3 separate regions of the Mus musculus genome follow, and all the other regions are linked to region 1. Evidence: chromatin contacts called from public Hi-C and HiCAR-type data. All regions are on one chromosome and are shown on one strand. The core of a region is the stretch at or near the end of the contact, and the rest is flanking DNA. Distances in the headings are between cores, read along the strand shown.

What was found. Hi-C and Micro-C count contacts between places; a contact is called where the count stands out from the background. HiCAR-type assays count read pairs that join an accessible place to other places.
Region 2: a contact with region 1 is called in a HiCAR-type map of fibro-adipogenic progenitors, with 8 times the contacts expected there. The contact joins two enhancer-like sites. A contact is called at or near these places in 2 of 15 datasets of contacts at CTCF or cohesin (both in the NIH/3T3 cell line), 2 of 484 Hi-C or Micro-C datasets (3T3-L1-derived adipocytes and adipose-derived mesenchymal stem cells) and 2 of 115 datasets of contacts at active chromatin or transcription factors (astrocytes and fibro-adipogenic progenitors).
Region 3: a Hi-C map of cerebellar granule neurons shows a contact between it and region 1, with 2.6 times the contacts expected there. The contact joins two enhancer-like sites. A contact is called at or near these places in 2 of 15 datasets of contacts at CTCF or cohesin (both in the NIH/3T3 cell line), 1 of 484 Hi-C or Micro-C datasets (cerebellar granule neurons) and 3 of 115 datasets of contacts at active chromatin or transcription factors (the NIH/3T3 cell line, astrocytes and embryonic fibroblasts).

What each region holds. Positions count from the first base shown.
Region 1 is chr4:65,584,632-65,589,266 of GRCm38.p6, reverse strand. The region is part of intron 16 of Astn2 (astrotactin 2); the gene reads left to right. Among named protein-coding and RNA genes, the nearest start is that of Trim32, 18 kb to the left of the region's middle. Within about 2 kb of position 2,141, at least 14 of the 459 cell types and tissues checked have an H3K27ac peak or open chromatin away from gene starts, as enhancers often do. A contact at or near this core is called in cerebellar granule neurons and fibro-adipogenic progenitors, where this site is marked.
Region 2 is chr4:64,593,589-64,598,223 of GRCm38.p6, reverse strand. No RefSeq gene overlaps it. Among named protein-coding and RNA genes, the nearest start is that of Gm23950, 150 kb to the right of the region's middle. Within about 2 kb of position 2,808, at least 35 of the 459 cell types and tissues checked have an H3K27ac peak or open chromatin away from gene starts, as enhancers often do. A contact at or near this core is called in fibro-adipogenic progenitors, where this site is marked.
Region 3 is chr4:64,637,958-64,642,592 of GRCm38.p6, reverse strand. No RefSeq gene overlaps it. Among named protein-coding and RNA genes, the nearest start is that of Gm23950, 200 kb to the right of the region's middle. Within about 2 kb of position 2,367, at least 7 of the 459 cell types and tissues checked have an H3K27ac peak or open chromatin away from gene starts, as enhancers often do. A contact at or near this core is called in cerebellar granule neurons, where this site is marked.

The DNA.
Region 1 (4,635 bases), core at 892-3,391:
GAATTCAAATTCAGAAAAGCCATTCTGTTGTAGCTGCCCTACTGCCTGTGCCTACACTGAGACGCTGCCAAGATGGCTTCGAGGAGAGGATCATTTGTGTGTCTACCTTGTAAACCTACAAAGTAGGTCTTCTTTTTCAGGGGCTCTACCATGCTGTTTCTATTTCTGTTTCCCAATTGTGCATACACATGGCACAAAGCACAGATACACATTTTATGAAAACCCACTCCATAATGCCCTACAGTCTCCGGGATGGAGTTTTACCTAGCTAGTTCGATAGCTTTAGCATATTAAGCAGGGGGCAGGCTTGGATATTGCTAGGCATTCAAATAGCATATCCTCTTAGTTTAAGTCTGACGCTTAGGTTGAGAATTGCCACAGTTTGGATGGCTGTCCATGTTGGCATGGCAGATAAGTTACAAATGTGGCAAGTACTGTCACAATTAGGATTTCCATTGACAGTAGAAACTGAAAGAAGTCGGTAAATGTGAGTGTGTGCGCGTGCATGCGTGCGTGCATGTGTGTGTGTGTGTGTGTGTGTGTGTGTGTGTGTGTGTGAGTGTGTGTGTGTGTGTACTGGTTTCCATACTTCTTTTAAAGTATTTAATGTGGTCAGTCACAAATCACTTAAGATCACATCTACTTGGCTATCATTTTGCACTGCTAACATGCTTTCAAGTACAGCTATACAGTCTATCTGCTATATATAACCTGACAAGTCAAATGCCCTTGCCCCTCTCAGTGGTGGCCTTGAGAGTGGGCACCGCTGACCTTCACTGGAATTCTAACCTCTTACTCTTCTACCTCCATGATCAAAACAGAAGAGAAAACTAAGGACGGCGATGGTCAGACTTTGTTTGACTCTGCCCTTTCCAGTTCCAACAGTTTTTTTTTTTTTTTTTTTAAGGAGCCCCTTTGTCATGGGTAAGTGTCTCTGCTGTGATGCCCAGTGTTAAAGATTTCTCTTCAGACTAGGGACATTGTGATTTCTCTTTGGCTGGTTGATGCAGATCCACCTTTGTTACTGGTTTTCTGGTTGGTTGTTTCATTTTAGAGGCTCTTAGGGAAGATTCAAAAAGCTTGGATGCTGTCCTTTCCTTTTGTCCATGGAAAACACAAGCAGTGTTTCAGGATCCCTGAATCCTCTGGGTGTCTCTGCCAATCCCTTTCTGCTCTTCTAACACAGGCCATTAGCATTGCTGCAGGCAAAGGTAAAGCCTGGCCTACTGTTCTTCCCACTTTCTGACAACAGGTACCAAATTCTCTAAGTAGCACTCCAAGAGATCCTTCACAGAATGTTGGGGTAGAAGTCATAGGACTTGTATGTCTGTCCTAAGATGCTAGAGACTCCAAACATGGTAATAGTTAATAGTTCTCTCAATGAAAATCTTCCTTTATGCTTTCTGGGATTTTCAGAGTTATAAACCTAATTAGAATTCATTTTTAAGTTCTGTGTCTATGGGCTTGATGTTGGGATCTCCCTTCGGTTACGTCTTGCTGTATCAATAGAAATTTCAATGTTAACATCCGGTTACAACAGCAACAATATAATTATAGCAAGCGCAGCAGCAGCAGCAAACAAGAGCAGCTCATATTGACTGAGGGAGTAGCCTGTGCCAGGTACCTCATTTAATCCTCACATGGACTTTTAGTTTATACTGTCACATATCAAGGACACGCTGAGGACCATGGGCTGAGTTAGGCTGAAACGTTCACAATGAACCATGAAGCAGACTAGACTCCAATGGCCACATTTCAGATGAGTATTTTTCCTTTGTTTCAGATTTCTGTGTGGTGTGGGCCTTGGATTAAACTGCTTCTCTCCAACAGGACACAATAACGCCTCCTAAGAGATGATTCCATTTCAGCAATTCCTGGGAGGCCACTGCTGTAAGCAAGGCCACTGTTGTAAGAAAGGCCACTCTTTATGATGTAAAAGTCTCACCCTTTTTCCTCCTCTTTTCATGTTTCTAATTTGAGCCCCCGTCATCCCCACGGAGCCTTTAAATGCCTCAAGTAAGAGCCCATTGCCAAAGCAAAGCTTGTCTGACTAGGAAGTCCTGCACCATTGCCTAGTCCTGAACAAACACCCGCGCAGCCCTGGCTCTCCCAGAAGTCCTCAGTCTGATGCCTTTGTTTTGTTTTCTGGATAAGGGCAAATGGTGCCATCACCTCCTGCCGAAAAGCTCTGGCTGCTCTCCCAACAAGGAGTTGTCATTTCAACTAAAGCTTTTTTTTTTTTTTTTTTTTTTTTTCTTTTGGTGGCAACAAAATAATACCCAGCAGGAATTTGGGAGGAGAAAAAAGAGAGTTCATTTGGCAGGTTCTCAAATGAATGGGTTGTAGTGTCATTGGAACTGAACCGGGCTTGAAACCAGACATGATCCTATTTTGGAAGCATTATTCAGAGGGATGGGAAATGTGAACAGAGGATAAGTCTCTTCAAAAATGCTCTTTATCTTTTTCCCGTTAAAGATAGACAGCCTGTTTTTCCTCAGCTCTCCTATCCTTGCCATGCAGAGGCCCACATGCAAAGCTAGAGGAGGTCAGAACACATAGAAAGTTAATCATGCTTTACCTGCTCACTTTCCTTAGAAAAGGGGAATCGTTCTTTGGGAAGAGATCATATCTCTACTGAATTCTTAATTACTTCTCATGCTTCTGACTCCAAGTCCTCACTCTTGCATTCATTGCTGCTCTGAAAATCTAGCCAGTGGCTTGGGCATACAGGCATACTAGGTATGCAACAAACATTTATTGAAAATACTTTTGAAGCCAGGCCTAATGGTAAAGAACCTTAATCCCAAGTATTTAAAGGTCTAAAATGGCAGGATTGGAATATTCAGGCCTTTCTGGATTACAAAGTAAGTTCGAGGCAAACTTGTGTAACTTGTGAGACTCAAGCTCAAAACACAAATTAAAAGGAAAAAGAAAAGCCCAGTGGCGGTGGTGGTGGTGGCATATATGGTGGTGGCAGTTGTGCACGCCTTTAATCCTACCACTTAGGGGGCAGAGGAAGTTAGCTCTCTGAGTGCAAGATGGGCCTGGTCTACGGAGTGAATTCCAGGACAACCAGGGTTATACAGAGAAACCCTGTCTCAAAAACAAACAAACAAACAAACAAACAAACATATAATCAATCAAACAAAGAGTGCTTGGGGTATATAGTTCAGTGGCAGAGTACTTGCTTACCATGAGGAAGGACCTTTAGATTAATCCCTAGACCTGGAGGCAGAGGGTAGGAGGGAGTGTGCTTAAAATCTTATCATGGATCATGAACTATGTGAGGTGGATCTGGAACATCAGCAAAAATTGATCCTGTATTTTCATTCCTGGACTTTACATTTTTGAGACAGAGGTTACAGAAGTCAGGGTGCAATACGAATCTGTAAAAAGAAACCTTAATATACATTAAAGGTATAGGAAGTTTGGGGAGATTTTTCTGAGGAATTAACATTTGAACTAAGATGTGGGTCATGAATAGAAGTCACCCGGGAGGAGATGGAAGGGAAGCATTTTGTAGGGAGACTAAGTGTGTGCCTGAACTGAGAGAAAGACATAGGGTGTATGCAAGGAACTTAAAGGTCATGGCAGCAGATAAGAGGAAAATGAGTTGGGGCACTGTAAGATTAGTCTAGAGAGGCAGCGGCTTGTCTAGACCTCATATTATATACATGGCTGAATAGTTTTGATTTCTATCTTAAGAGTAGGGAATTATCACGGAGGAGCTTAAAGCAGGAAACAGCTACATGGTTTGCCTTTTGGAAAGATGACTTTAGCCACAGGGTGGGGTTGGATCAGAAACTTAGCTTTCACAGTTGTAATGTCTACAGAGGAATAATTAATGGAATAGCTAATGTTCTTCCCTGCTGTAACTCTCATCTAGATCATAACTTAGACATGACACAACCTTTGAGAAAAAAAATCATTCTTAAAAATTATAGATGGGACCTAAAGGTGATCCCGTTTCTTAGTCTGTTTTCCATTTCCCTGTCCGCTCAAAAAAAAAAAATGTTGGATCAAATGATTTCTAAATCACCCTCCTTTTGCAAAGCCAGGCCTTAGGGTCATCTGTTACTTCTACACTGCCGCTGTCTTGCTGTTTTTAGCCTGAATTGTTACCTTTTAAAACCACTTACAGAGGATGATGAATGGAAAAACCTAAGGATTTATTGATCAAAGGAGAGTAGTTCTATTGATTATTTGATTAGTAAATGGATAGTATCTTTAACAGGATGCATAGGTAGGTTTGTTTGATCAGGGGATTTTTAAAGAAACCTTTGACATTAAGTAGCATTTTATAACATTTAGCTACATGTGTATAACAATGTGTCATTTGGGAGATGACTTTTATGTTTTAATATTCACGACACTTAGCCAAGAAGTGGTGGCACAAGAGTGCCAATTCCAACACTTGAAAATCAAAGGAAGAGGATAATGAGTTCAAAGCCAGCCTGACAATCAGGAGACTTCCTGCCTTAAAAGCAAACACACCAACTTAACTGGAACACTGATAGCCCTGGACTTAATCCTGCAACTTGTAAAACCTAGACAAATAAATAGATGATAACAGTAATTTGGGTGATTAAGTGGCCACTAATTTATTATCTTTATGAGACAACTATCCACATAGTT
Region 2 (4,635 bases), core at 1,559-4,058, 990 kb after region 1:
ATGAAAATACTGTTCCTTATTCAATAACCTAGATCTTATATGAAAATATTATATGAATATGATCATCTAAATAACTCCACTGAAAATTCTGAGTCAGAAATTCTGGTGTTTTTTAAAAACTATGTTTTTTTTTTTTTTAATATCAAGAGGCTGGGTTCATGGTCATGTTCTAGGACCACTGATTTGGGGATAGTTAATGAATCATTTAAGAATCAGCTATCCAAAAGTCTGTATCTGAGAGGATCAAGTATGAAATGAAATGAAATGAAATGAAATGAAATGCACATTCTTCACAAAATATAATGGCAGAACATTTTTTAGGGGTATGTATTACTGAAATATTTAAAGTTGTTTTCATGGAAGACATGCTAGACAAGGAATGTTTAAACCTTATTTCCAGTTACAGATCAGAAGCTAGTATGCAGGTTGGCTTTGGAAAAATAACTTCTGTATGTTTTCTTTTCAACATTCCTCATAATGATGGTAGTGGTTAATAGTAATAGTTGGTACATTTGCCCCATAGAGTTTATTATAACTTTGAATTGTTTTAGTAGTAGGCTGAAGAGGGATCAAAATGAATTCATTTGCTTAGAAAAAGTATTTCTTCTAGACTGACACTCTAAAATAATTTGCATATAAACAAGATGTAAGTATTCCAAACTTTAGTAGCTTTGTCTTTTCTACCCAAACATGGTTATGCTTTCAAACTATTGAGGAGCTTAATAGACCTGTGACTCCAGCTGCATATGTAGCAGAGGATGGCCTTGTCTGGAATCAATAGGAGGAGAGGCCCTTGGTCCTTGAAGGCTCTATGTCCCAGTGTAGGGGAATTTGAGGATGGAGAGACAGGAGTTGGTGGATGGGTGGGGGAACACCCTCATAGAAACAGGGGAGGGGAGGGGATAGGGGTTATCAGGGTAAATAAAGAAAATAGCCAATAAAAATGAAAAAAAAATTCTAGGCTACTCTACATTTGTCACACCTTATAAACCACACATCAACATATTCTGCAGGTTATTCAAACACACTTTTAAAGTTGATATCTACTTCTTTAAACTTCAAATCATTCAAATACATTTGTATTTCTATGTTAATTGGTCTTCATTGTTTTAACAAAATTCCTGACAACTTAAAAGGAGGGATTTATTTATCTCACAGCTGCAAAGGCTTTGACCCATAACTTTCTGTTTTTCTGTGTTATGAGCATGTCCTAAGGGCAGAGAAGGCATTAAAGACTGGAGGTACACACCTCTTGGCACCCAGGAATCAGAGCAAAAGACAGAAAAACTGGGACAGCATATATCCTTCAAAGATACCTACTTCACCCAACTGTGTCTCATCTCTGAAATTTCTGACACCTTCTCATGATTCCACAAAATAAACAAAGTAATTCACTGGTTGCGTTGGAGCCCTAGTGATGCAATAACTTCCCAACGATCCATTGTCTGGCAGACATGCCTTTAACACTTGAGGTTTTGAAGGACATTTCAGATAGAAACCATAACTGGTTCTCTGTTGCCTGTGGGGACAGTCAAGTTTACTAAACCTGGAACTCCCAAGTGTTTTTCATGTTCTATTGCTTCAGTGTACTCACTGCCCCTGTTATATTAATGATAACCATAAACATGCCTGAGGCAGCTGCCACTAACTGCTTTCCTACAGCTACATTGTGAGGTCTGTATTTTGGCCTTTGGTTTTGTCTATGAGAAACACAGTTTTTGTCCATACCACAGTGTAAGTTTGAGAGGCTCCATGAGCCTCTGTCACACTCTGTCACACCCCCTGGCACATGTCATGCCTTCCTCTGATGGCAGAGAGGACTTGGGTGTAACTGACCATTATATTATTGACTGCATAACAGAAATTCAGATAATTTCAGTAATAAGGCAAGCGTGCAATCTTTTCAATTTTGGAGTTAGATGGTTACAATCACTTGGTCACTCAATAACGTCATTAAAAACTTAGGTTTTTCCTGTCTCCCCCATCGTCCCACTTAGTATAACTTCCTCAAGTAGATTTAAAACATCTATAAAAACTCTGTGGGTAACATGTTGATACCATCAGTGGCTGATAAGAAATTTGGTGGGTTTTATTTCTTCTTAAGAGCAAGGAAACCTTCACTGAAATCTGCCTATTAGTTCTTCTTGTATGTACTTTTGTCCAAAATTATGTTATGTGCCTGTTCCTAAACCAGTCACTGGCAAGGGTAACACAATATCTGTGCCTGGATCACAACAGTATTCCCTCTAATGGAGGGTGTACCCACGCAAAAATCAAAGGGGACTTAGTTTGAAGAAATGGTGAAAATGAGGGGCTATGGTAGGCTGAGCTTCTAACCTTTTTTCAATAAGCCACATCCTTTCCATTTATACAATAATTAATTATTTCTCTGTCTAGTTTCCCTTATTAAATTCAAACCTCCTGGAAGATGGGCTTTTGCTTGATGATGAAAGTTATGTTTCAGATTTCAATACACCTGTTTTGAAATTGAAGCAACAAACTCATACCAGGAGTTTAGCCCGAATTTTCTTGATTTCAACACTCAAAGCCCCATCTACACCCTCAGAAACCCTGAGCAAACCAGCACAATTGGTCACTTCTGTTGAAATCGCATGTGTGCCCGTTAATGCAAATGCTGGGAGTCTACTCACTTAATCCCCCAGTGTTTCATTCAAGAACTACTTCTTGAATGTCCATCGAACACGTGCCAAGCACTATTCAGAAAGTTCTTGTTTTTCTGAACATTCTGACATTGCATTAGCTCTCTCATTTCCCACAATCATGCTGAAAGTGCCCTTGGATGGCCTTGTACATGACCTTCTTCCTGCACCCCATCACTCACAAGCAACGTCAGAGGAAGCCTAGCCACCTGACGAATGGTGCTTGGGAAATCCCCAGGAGTTTTCAGACGCTGTTGCTGGCCTGAAAACCAAAACACCCATAAAAACAGCCAAGGGTCCTGATCTGCTCAGAGAACATGCTGTTCTCTCCTGTTTGTAAGACCATTTCTTGGACAAGCAGCTGCTCTGTTTGCTATATTTGCTGGACTTTTGGCCCTACACAGTCACTATGAGGCAAGGCACATCTCAGACAACGAGCCAGGGAAATGAGGTAATTGTGGCTTTCGATGAATGCTATTTCTGTCTCCTAGGCAATGCTGGCTGGGATATGGAGAACAAGAGGTAGTGTATGTGACACGTTATGGTTCTCTCCACTAAATGGAGATAGATAACACAGGAGTGTGAAAGTCCCCCCTACTAGCCAATTCTCTGAATGATGAATAAATGCAAAGAGGCAACCCTGTTCTCAGTCAAGACCTGCTCCAAGAGGAATATTTCCTTCCCACTGCAGACACTGAGTACAGTGGCCAAAGTGATTCTTTGTAGATTTGACTTCATATAGCCTTATGGAATCTAATCTATGAACCAATCATGGTGTTGGTGTGTGTGTGTGTGTGTGTGTGTGTGTGTGTGCGTGTGCATGCTTTATAAGACCTTTCATAAACAAGAACCAATTATACTGACAGTAAAAAACAGCAAACTGTAAGTCAACATGAAAGAAACCCTGATCACATAAGTGCTATATAAAGGCATGTGTGAGATAAAGTATCTTCCTTACAGCTAGAGATAGTTATATCATTTCTAGGAACTCAATCTGGTACTTCCACAAGTATCAGGTACACACTTGGTATATAGACATTATATGCAAGCAAAACAGGAAATAAACACAAAATAAACAGTAAGTAAACATTTAAAAACAGAAATTTGTCTAGTATGAACTTTCCACAATCTATGGGATCATACATGAGTTAAGAATTATAAAAGGTAGGATTTTGGAATCAGAGTTCTACTGAAGGCTATTGTATTTTCATCTTGGAGACCTTTGGCATCCATTTAATCTTTTCTAGCTTTTTTATGAGCAAACTGGAGATGGATGCTATATGTGACTTTTCACACAGAACTATGAGAAACAAAGCATATGAAGACCATAGCAGAGTGGCTGATGGTCAATACATACAAGCTCTGTAATTGATCATTGCGCATTATAATTGGAAGTTACTATTTATAGACTATCAGCTACTGAGAAGCCTTTTATACTCTATCCTTAAGGAGTAAACTAATCTAGAAACCACTGGTTTCAAATCAGATACTCCTATATTTATAAACATGTCTGCAGGTTGGTTCATAGTGTTATTGCACAACAGTCTTTGTTATCCTGGGAAAGTAACAGTACTGTGTATTATGTACTATTCAGAAAACCTAGTGAAATTTCCTAGCTTCAATTGTGCCTGCAGTTTAGACTTGAGTTCCTTGCTCTGCTTTCTGTATGCCCTGACTTCTATATGTTCCTCTTTACCTACCTTCATTGTTGTTTTTTTTCTTTTCTTTTCATTGCTGAGCAATATAATTCTCTCTTTTACCATCTAGCCTCTAACTTGCCCTAAAGGCATCTTTCATCTTCCACTAAAAGCAACCACTCAAACTATTTTGATTGACAAAGCAATTCATACCTTGGGGAAATTTTTGTGTTATCAATTAGGTTAACACACACAGTATTTTCTTTTCCAGTTAACTTAGAAACATAAGTGTAATCTTGAAGGCAAGGAAACCACATTTGAAGATATGTATGGACATT
Region 3 (4,635 bases), core at 1,118-3,617, 950 kb after region 1:
AAAAACAAAAAAGACCAACAACAACAAAAAAAACTGGAGGCTCCAGAGAGTGGAGAAGTATGGTGGGGTGGGGTTTGGGGGGAGTGGCAGGTGAGAGATGGAGGTTACAGGTGGGGACAACATCGTGGAGACACGGGGAGGATGTATGGTATGTGGAACGGTCAGAGTGTGAACGGGAAGGGAGATAAAATCTGGAGTGTATAAAAAAATTAATTAAATATATATATGGAGTGTAAATGAAGTCCAGTTTACTCTTCTTTTTTTTTAGATGCGTGAAATACCTTATTTTACTCCCAGAAAACCCATTCAGAAACAAAACAAACAACAACAATAGCAACAACAACAATAACAAAAATTATCATCAACAATTTGTTACAAAAAACAGGCCAAGAATAAAAATGGTCATTATCTTTATATTTGTGACCTACTAATGTAGATAATTCAGTTGCTGAATGGAGCTCCATGGATGTGTAAGGCTTTGCATTGCTTCTTCTTTTGTGATCAGGTTACATCTTACCTTGTAATTTAAGCATGTAAAGCAATAGTATTTCCTATGGTATAGTACTCATAGATAAGAAAGAAGAGGAAGCAAAGACATTTATGTAATATAATTCTCTCACATATATTCATAACAAGTATCTTCACAGAAAAATAAGGAGAGTGTACATATGATACTACTTAGAGTTTGCATTTTTGTGTCTGGTCACATTGTATTCATGAATATCCTTCTTTTACCACTCACTTCCCTTACATGATAGTAAATGGCTCTTTTCCTAGTGAGATATTTAAATCTTTACTTATACATGCTGTAATTCATTATTAAGCCTACCTAAACTGAACTTTATAATTTTCCATTGGTTTTAGTTACAGAGCATGACAGTATTGAGTTACCCCAGAGAATCTTTATCATGGAGCCGAAGTTCAATTTCTCTTGATAGTCAGAATCAAACACCATAGGCAAAAATGTCAGATCACCACTTTGGAAAGACATCTGATATTAGAGAGTTGGTCTATGTGGTTAAAAAAAAATTCAATCAATGTAAGTCCCTTACAATATTTCTTTTTGAGTGAAGTGTGTGTCTAACATTGACTATAGACATGACATTTTCTAACTCCATGGATGGTGGCAGAATAATTCCACATAGACAAGGCAGAGAGCCATTTATAGCAGATTTCTGATCTAAGAAGGTCAAAATATTGCCATTTCTGTGGCAGAAATAGTCCAATATAAACAACCTTCCACCAGGTAGCTAGCTAACCCTTGTAATGAATGATGCTATATTGGTATTAAGAGTTGTTCTATCCTACTAGAGACTGAGCACTCAACTGCATGCCCAGCCCAAATCTCCCTTGCTGAATGGAAGCCTTGTTGTTGAACCCATGCATAACCTCTATCCTGTCATCACAGCTACTTTGTTCACAGCCTATTAGTGATGACAGCAGTGGCTTGGGAAAGATGCTGAGCACTAGCCACAGAATGGGTCATTCTATCCACTTGATTATTAGAATTCTCCTACACTGAGGTCACATTTTGGTTAACATTCACATGGAATGTTCTTCCTTGTTGTTCACTCAAAGAAGTCTATCTATAAACCGCTTCCTCAAATTCTAAGTCATACATTTTTCACTTGCATTCCTTAAAATAATCCATGGTCATCACCCAAGACATTGGCTATAACATTTACGTTAGTATATCATTATAACTCTGACCATTTCTCCTTTACATGTAGCATGAACAACCAAGTATATTATCATAAATCAGTTCACCAGGGGAACTTTAATATACCTTTCCTCTTCAAGAATGTCTAAGAAGGGCTGTTGTGCTCTGTTTATTTTTTTTTAATGTTGAGTTTTAACATCACACAGAACAATATATGAAAGAAGAGTCAACTTATAGTGAACTTCCTCATTAGACTATAGTTGTGAGCTGGGGGAAAGAAGAGAGAAAACACTTCTCTCTGGTGCACACTGTTTACATTTTACCTTAATTTCATATAAAATGCTTACAAGTTCAGGTATATTCAGCCCTTTCAATTTCCAATTGATAGCAGAATACTTCTGCCAATGTTCAGTTCTATAACTTGGTAGATTATTTATATAGTTCATGATGGAGAACTGGTTTTGTGTTATCTTGGTAGCTTGTGTTAAATATTCTCTTATTATGACATAGAATTTGAGGAAGTGGTTTATCCATCCACAGTTGCAAAGTTGTTTCTCTAAAGAAAAGAAGTTATCTACAGATAATAGCAAAGATCGGCTCCAAAATCCAAAGGGCAGCGATGATGATTCATTTATATAGAACTGCCAAAGGTTCCAGATGGTGTACCTATCTGCCATCAACATTTCAAGCACCATTGAATCTGCTGGACCCTGTAGCAGAAGAGGCAGAGGCCCTTTCATAGAAACCTTAATCTGCTACAGAACACCCTCATCCCTTGTGTGGTTTTTTATGAACTCAACTCAAGTTAGAAATTTCAGGTGTTCTAAGACTCTAAAGGAGTAGAAGTAACGCCTAGTAGATAAGGAACAAATGACAGATTAAGCAGTGTTTCATGTTCTTCAGTTTAGAAGACTGTGTTTCCAGTCAAAAATTCCTATAACCATAGAAAATCTCACTGAGGTAAAAGAATTAAAATTTTGTTGTACTTCTTCCCATCTTGTAACATGCAAATATCTTACAAGGTCTATAGAACATGTGAGATGCTTGTATGATACCTCACCGAAGTTGCAAAGATTCCTGTAAACGAAATTATAATAGTGGTAATGGGGTATATGCTTTGGGATAAAATAGGGAATGTCTATCCTGATTCCTTTCAAGCTACAATCAAAATGATTCTAGTGAACTTTATTAAAAGTCATGAAGAGGAAATATGATAATTTCCTAAAACAATGAAGTCTTAACTGGTATAACACCTATAACTGAAGCCAATACATATTCCATATTACATTATTTCATTATCATATATTAAGATCCATCCATCCTAAGACTTGAACCTTTATTCACATTGATGGTAGGTATTTTAGAATCACTGCTTAAGCTGGGAAGTGGAGGCACAAGCTTTTTATCCCAGCACTCAGGAGGCAGAAGCAGGCAGATTTTTGAGTTCAAAGCCAGCCTGATCTACAAAGTGAGTTCCAGAACAGCCAGGGCTATACAGAGAAACCCTGTCTCGAAAAAAAAAAAAAATCCATCCATTCTTGTCACCAGCCAAGTAAGCAAGTCAATATGGGTTCTGAGAGAACTAATCCACACTACTACTAATCCTGCCTTTTTCAATTTAGTGTTGACATAGTCTCTGAATCCATTTGGTAGTGCTGCATTGTTTTAAGATAACTATTTTACCAATTAAAGGTAAGTCTGATAGCTAGCACTAAATGTTTTAAAGCACAATAACTTCCACACCACAGTTCAGGGGCACTGTAGAGATTCTGTCATGGTTGATATACATGGATTCTGGTTAGACATCCTGTAACTACAATTCCAGAGCATAAGGATGAATTAAAAAACACTGTAGATGTATGATGAGACAGGCTCAAGCCAAAACATCATAGATCAAATGATCTATGTATGTTCCTCCTATTGCTAGATGACTATAATTTTGTTCTGGGATTGCTGTCACTTTGAAGATCATCTCTAGTCGCCTTTGGAAAGCTCATTATTTATTTTTCTCCCTGTGTTAGTGGCTACTGTTTAGTTTTCTCCATCATACTAATTCCAATTCTGTAAGGTAAGGAGCAATTGGTCTTTTTGAGAAAGATTATGAAAACTATTACGAAGTCCATTTTATCAGTGTCCTAAAGATCTTCCTTAAGACTTTAGCTGCAGTTTCTCATGGTCTTAAAATTGATGGAGGAGCTAAGAGAGTCTGTTTTTATGACTCCATTTAGATGTTTGTTCAATAGAACTAAACATCTTCTGTTTATACAGATAAATTAACAAGTTGATATGATAGCTATATTTTTAATACCAAGAACAGAGCACTCAATAAGTAGTCACTGCTGTGAGCTAGACATGTGAGAGTATGATGATTGTTGCTTTGACTTTGATGTGCACTCTAGTAATCACATCTACAATTTCAATTAGTGACACACTTATCATTGCAACGTTTGTTCTACCAAAAAAACATTGCAAGGATGATTGATAACATTGGGACTTTGCTCAAGTTTATTTCTCACAGTTGTGTTAAAAGACTTGTCTTTAGGTCCCTCCTAAGTTAATGAACAATAAATGACAAATCTAAACCAACATTCTGATCTACCAAAACCTCAATCATTTTCCATACATTGATCCAAAACAAGCCTGGTATTTTCAACAAGCAAATTGTAAGTCACCTTTCAATCCATATTTTATCCAACCAAAGTCGTCATTACCATCCTCCCTAGTTCTTTTAACTACATCAATGTAAATTTCTAATTTGTGAGCTCATTTAAAAAATTTGACCCAATGAACATTGCATTCTTTCCACCATTACTCAGCACCTTCCCAAACATGACATGTTCCTTGAATTTTTCAGTGCCACATCCTTTCATGGATCAACTCAACTGCTGCCATTTGAGTCTAGAAATCCTCTACACAGTTGTGGTGGAGTTGAGCAAGAATGGCTGTGTTCTTGAAAAACAACTGGCAGTGTAGAT